Regions from separate parts of the Oryctolagus cuniculus genome. Here region 1 is linked to region 2. The links are chromatin contacts, called in public Hi-C maps. All regions are on one chromosome and are shown on one strand. The core of a region is the stretch at or near the end of the contact, and the rest is flanking DNA. Distances in the headings are between cores, read along the strand shown. Region 1 holds the start of A3GALT2 (alpha 1,3-galactosyltransferase 2). Region 2 overlaps PHC2 (polyhomeotic homolog 2).

The links. Hi-C and Micro-C count contacts between places; a contact is called where the count stands out from the background.
Region 1: a Hi-C map of liver shows a contact between it and region 2, with 4 times the contacts expected there. The contact joins the promoter of A3GALT2 here to the enhancer-like site in region 2. A contact is called at or near these places in 3 of 6 Hi-C or Micro-C datasets (ear pinna, liver and psoas muscle).

The regions. Positions count from the first base shown.
Region 1 is chr7:139,295,023-139,297,981 of mOryCun1.1, forward strand. A3GALT2 (alpha 1,3-galactosyltransferase 2) reads left to right here and starts at 1,285. Exons shown (of 5, transcript XM_070078794.1): 1 at 1,285-2,959.
Region 2 is chr7:139,251,029-139,254,215 of mOryCun1.1, forward strand. PHC2 (polyhomeotic homolog 2) reads left to right here. Exons shown (of 16, transcript XM_070078788.1): 7 at 1-182. Among named protein-coding and RNA genes, the nearest start is that of A3GALT2, 44 kb to the right of the region's middle. Within about 2 kb of position 1,648, at least 2 of the 8 cell types and tissues checked have an H3K27ac peak or open chromatin away from gene starts, as enhancers often do.

The DNA.
Region 1 (2,959 bases), core at 35-2,534, 44 kb after region 2:
ATACACATTTTCCATGAACTTCTTGAAGACCTCTCTTTCCTTGGGTGTCAGCAACATGTTTCATGAAACAGTACCCTTGACATGCAGTCCATTCCTAGCCTGTCTCCCTTTCTCTTGGTGCTTTTAAAGTCGTGATCCTCATCCACTGAACTGGTATCACAGCTCCCAGATGGTTTATAGCGAGCACTTTTTAAGTTAGCATTTCCATCTCTAAACATTAAGCTTTTTTCCTTTTTATTAACACTAATTGTACATGCTGCAAGAAGCATCTGACTGAACAGTGTCACGGGTGGTGAGAGCACTCACCAGAGCAGTGAGCAATGCCGTACCAGGACGGCCAGAGGCTGCGCGTTTAAACAGCTGCAAACTAGGAGGCATACATTTATCTGCAGTGTCTTCCCAGTCAGGGTGAGTTTTCCCATGATCCAACAGGTTTTCCCAGCTAGGTGATTTGCATATCTGGGCAGAGCAGGGGAGCTGGGGCAACCCTCTGCATTCCCAGCGGGCCAGCAGTGACAAGTCTGTGGCACTCGGAAGGTCTCCTGTAACTGCTTCGTGCTGAACCGGGGTGTTGTGTCCCGCCCTGGAACTGTGCCAGGGTTTCAGGGTGTCCCAGTGTCCCAGCTGCGGGGCTCCCGCAGTGGCAGAGCCTCGAGGAGGAGGAGGTGATGCCCTAGAAATGTCCTGTTACCCAGGGGCCTGTAGGTGGCCCCACCTGGAGGAGAGTTGTGTTTGCGTGTTCTGGAGGAGACACGCTGAGTTACTCTCAGGCAGTCACACCTAAGAACCCTTCCTTTGCAACCTGTTGGCTTTTTCTGATTTTGTTTAGGATCGACACCAGGATTCCATCTTGATTTTTATCCCCTCCATGTGATAACAGAATTTTTCGGCGCACACCACTGATCAGTCAGTCGCCCTGTAGCCAGGGTCTGTTTGTCCCTCCTAGCCAGGCTGGCTGTGAGCTGGTTGTTGGTCCCGTCCCACGCTGGGAGGGAATATCTGACCCCTAGGAGACAGTGTCAGAAACACTTTCAGCCACATCTGAGCACCCAAAAGGTTTCAGGAGTGGCTCTTAGACTAACTTTACCTGGGGTCCATTGCTAAGCTTTAGGCTGAGCTGTTTCGTAGGCGTGAGACCCGAATGGAGTTCCTGGTCCTGGCTTCAGCCTGGCCCAGCCTCCCAGCCGTTGTGGCCATCTAGGGAGTGAACCAGTGGATGGAAGATGGATCTCTGTCTCTCTCTGCCTCTCCCAAACTGACTTTCAAAATAAATGAACAAATCTTTTTTTTTTTTTTTTTTTGACAGGCAGAGTGGATAGTGAGAGAGACAGAGAGAAAGGTCTTCCTTTTGCCGTTGGTTCACCCCCCAATGGCCGCCACGACTGGCTAGTGTGCTGCGACCGGCGCACCGTGCCGATCCGAAGGCAGGAGCCAGGTGCTTCTCCTGGTCTCCCATAGGGTGCAGGGCCCAAGGACTTTGGCCATCCTCCACTGCCTTCCCGGGCCACAGCAGAGAGCTGGCCTGGAAGAGGGGCAACCGGGAAAGAATCTGGCGCCCCGACCGGGACTAGAACCTCTTGTGCCGGTGCCGATAGGTGGAGGATTAACCTATTGAGCCGCAGCGCCGGCCTGAACAAATCTTTAAACATAAATAAGTTAAGGACAGCTTTCCTAAGCAGTCAGGCTCACAAAGACAACAGATGATCTTACAGACGGCGACGAGAGATCACGCTGAGGACAGCATCGTAACTCAGAGTTCTGCTCAAGGACTGGCCGCCCGTTCTGGAAGTCTGCTGGGTCCAGGCAACATTACAAAAGAAAATGTGACGCCTGTTTTTGGGGTCAGGGGGCCAAGCTGATCCCAGTTAAGGAGATCGTCCCATTCTTCAGAACCACCACACATCGGGACAAGAGGAGAAAATGCCCCACCCAAGAGACAACCCTGCAAAGCTTTGCCAGGGCGTCTGTCAGGGAGAGCCCGGTTCCAATGGGAGTCGGCTTCAGCAGAGTGCCCCGCCCACTGGAGGGCCCGACAGCACCTTCTCAGCAAGGAGAGTGGCACCACAAGTCTTTCAGGCCAGTGTGGTCCCAAGAGGGGTGGTCAGTTGAGAAGCAGGGAGAGAGGGAGCCCCCCAAGATGGAATGGAAGGGGTCCTCCGCTCCCAGGGCGAGCACGGGGCCTCCCCATGCCACCAGAGTGACCCACACATGGGCAAGCTCCCAGGCCAGAGACGGGGGGAAGGGCTGGGAGTGACCAGGAGGCCAACAGCAGGCATGGATTCTCCCGGAGGAGCTGCTGCTGCCTATGGCGCCACATGTGGGAGGTTGGTTCCTGGCAATCAGAGAAGCTACCAAAACGTCTCGGGACACGAGCAGCCAAGGCCAGTGGCCCCAGTGAGGAAAAAAATTCAGCAGGGCAGTCGGCGAGCAGAGTTAGGCTTACTGAGCACACTGCAGGGGAGCGGTGGGCAGCCCGGCCAGAGGCTGGCCGCGGCATCACGGACGACCATCTAAGGCGCGAACCTGTGACAGCACTATCTTCACGATCCAGTGGCTGTCCCAGGCAAGGGAGTGGCGGTTTGAAGTGGAACTGGGGAGCGGGCACCGCCCTTAGCTTCGGGATTTGCCCTGTGCCCCTGGGGGAGCCTCCACACTATGTACCTATGGGGTAGAGTGTGACCCGCAACGGGGTCATCACAGAGCTGACACTACCCAGCGTCCACTTCGACAGAACCGTCACTGCCAGTTACCTTGGTTCCCACGCCGTCCTGGGTGCCTGGTGCACGCGCCCCCTTCACTGGGGAGCTACAAGCACTCCACGGAGTGAACTGAATGGCCTGGCGTCACAAGAGCCTCCAGCTGAGGCTCTGTGCAGAACAGGCAAACACCAGCCCCTGGCCCCCATTCCCAGGAACAGAACAGTCCTGGGGGAGGGGCTCGAGGGCCCCTGGGGAGGGAA
Region 2 (3,187 bases), core at 398-2,897:
TGCCCAGGGGTCCCCTGCAGGTGCCAAGCCTGGTGTCACGGACAGTGTGACAGAGCCGCTCAAGAAGGGAGATGGCAGCAGCAGCACCAGCAGCAGCAGCAGCGTGCCCGGGAGCACGGAGGGCCGGGCTGGACCGGGCCGGGCAGTGCCCGCTGTGGCCGCCCACCCCCTCATTGCACCAGGTAAGAGCTCCAGGAAGAAGGCATCCCAGAGCACAGGTCGGGGGAAGCTTTCTGACGTCCTATGGGCGTTGGTGTGCAGCGTCCGCCCTTCTCTCTCCCGGTCCGGAGGTATTCGCCAGCCCTTGATCCCACTTCATGCTTCTGCCTGACTAAGGAAGGGAAGCCACACCCCTTGGCATAAGCCAGTGCTCCCTTGCTATGATTCTTGGGTGCACACTCATGGCTCTGAGCCTGGAGTGCGTGGAGGCTGGCAGTAGACCATTCTGAAATTCCTATGGCTCAGGGAAAAGGACACAGGACGGGGCCAGCCAGAAGTAGGTGAGAGCCACTCTGGGAGGTTAGAAAGGGTGACCTTCATCTTCTCATTGTACTGCAGACATTCATCCTCCAATATGGTGATGCAGGGACCAGTGGGCCCCGGGCCCCGGGCCCCGCCCCTGGCCAGCTCTGGAGATGCAGGGACCTTTGGGCCCTGGGCCCCGCCCCCGGCCAGCTCTGGAGATGCAGGGACCTTTGGGCCCCAGGCCCTGCCCCCAGCCAGCTCTGGAGATGCAGGGACCTGTGAGCCCCAGGCCCCGCCCCCGGCCAGCTCTGGAGATGCAGGGACCTTTGGGCCCCGGGCCCTGCCCCCGGCCAGCTCTGGAGATGCAGGGACCTGTGAGCCCCGGGCCCCGCCCCCGGCCAGCTCTGGAGATGCAGGGACCTGTGAGCCCCGGGCCCCGCCCCCGGCCAGCTCTGGAGATGCAGGGACCTTTGGGCCCCAGGCCCCGCCCCCAGCCAGCTCTGCAGATGCAGGGACCTTTGGGCCCCGGGCCCCGGGCCCCGCCCCCGGCCAGCTCTGGTGATGCAGGGACCTGTGAGCCCCGGGCCCCGCCCCCGGCCAGCTCTGGTGATGCAGGGACCAGTGAGCCCCGGGCCCCGCCCCTGGCCAGCTCTGCAGATGCAGGGACCTTTGGGCCCCGGGCCCCGCCCCCGGCCAGCTCTGGAGATGCAGGGACCTGTGAGCCCCGGGCCCCGCCCCCGGCCAGCTCTGGTGATGCAGGGACCTGTGAGCCCCGGGCCCCGCCCCCGGCCAGCTCTGGAGATGCAGGGACCAGTGAGCCCCGGGCCCCTCCCCCGGCCAGCTCTGGAGATGCAGGGACCTTTGGGCCCTGGGCCCCGCCCCTGGCCAGCTCTGGAGATGCAGGGACCAGTGATCAGTGGTCCAGGACCACCTGCTGTGAGCTAGGCCTCAGTGAGAAGGCAGCCAGCTGGTAGGGTGTTATTGGTGCTGTGCTGCACTGTGCTGCGAGTGCTAGAGGAGCATGATGGAGCCCCTGGCCTGGGGGCCAGCAGAGCGTGGGAGGCAAGTTCTGTGTCGGGACCAATCAGTGTTCCTTGGCCAGCTTCCCTTCTCTGCCTGCAGAAATCCTCCCAGCACTGCCTATTATAGGAAACCTGTGATGGAAAAATCTGGCAAGAGCCCTAGAAGCCAGCCTTATCAGCCTGGAGAACACGAGCAAGCTGTCAGAGCACAGAACTAAGCATCACAGGGAGCCGAGGCTTTGCTCCCCAGGCGGCCGCCAACCCCGTGTCCGCAGCCAGGCTGTGTGCAGCCAGTCTAACCTGCACTCTTGCCCTTGAGAACCTGCTGCGTCCTTGTCCCTGGATTAAAACGAAGATGATCAAAATAGGGCTGCTTTCTCTCTTTTTAGGATTTATTGCTGCTGTGGTGCACTAAGTTAATCCTTGGCCTGCAGTGCCAGCATCCCATATGGGCGCCGGTTCTAGTCCCGGCTGCTCCATTTCCGATCCAGCTCTCTGCTGTGGCCTGGGAAAGCAGTGGAACATGGCCCAAGTGCTTGGGCCCCTGCACCCCCATGAGAAGCCAGGAGGAAGCACCTGGCTTCAGATAGGCGTGGCTCTGGCCATTGCGGCCATCTGAGAGTGAACCAACGGAAAGAAGACTTTTCTCTCTGTCTCTCCCTCTCACTGTCTGTAACTCTACCTCTCAAATAAATAAAATCCTTTTTTTTTTAATTTATTTACTTATTTAAAAGGCAGAGCAACAGAGAGGAAGAGACATAGACAGAGATCTTCTATCTGCTGGTTCACTCCTTAATGGCTAGACCAGGTTGAAGCCAGGAGCTTGGAACCCCATCCAGGTCTCCCATGTGGGTTCAGGGGCCTAAGCACTGGGGCTGTCTTCCTCTGCTTTCCTAGGGGCATTAGCAGGGAGTTAGATGGGAAGCAGAGCAGCTAGGACTCAAATTCACTCAGATAACAAGATGCCGGTGTGCAGGCAGCAGTTTTACTGTCTGTACCACCACGCCGGCCCCCGAATATTATCTCTTACCTAAAGGAGTGCACAGTCAGAAGGAAGGGGCAGATGTTTAAGCCAGTCCCATCAACGCCAGCATCTGAGGAGTAAGCACAGGGTGGACACAGAGGGTCAGAGGGATGGCACGTGTGTCTCACACAGACGGCCGGAGGAAAGCACAGGGAGAGCAAGCGGCACTGAGTTGGGGAAACTGAGCCGAGGCTCTCTGTTCGCCTTTTTGAGATTTCCAAAGCCACCCAGGGCTGAAGGTCAGCCGCCACCTTCCGGTGGCCCCTGCAGAGTGGAGGAAGGCGCCTCCCTGCCGAGGCTCCCTGCACTGTGGTTCTAGATGTTTCCCCAGAGACGGGGCTAGGCTTTCCTCTCGTGGATAAAGAAACCATTGACAGCAGTTTGGACTAGAGCTAGGGCGTAAGGCAGTGTTTCTCGAATGTTCTCATTCAGCCCACAAGCCTTGGAGAAACCCTGGGGCCTCAGGACTTCCCGAGAGCCTTGGGCCATGCAGCCTCTCTCCAAACCTCAGACAGACCCTGAAATCCTAAGGGCAGTTCTGGAGTGAGTGCGGGCTCCTCCTGAGGCTGTGTGGTAGCACTGAGGCCCCGGGCGGGCGCCAGCGCTAACCAACTCCACCTCGTACCAGCCGATGTGCTGGGTGGTCCTGTGCACACCACTTCCCCCACCTTCAAAA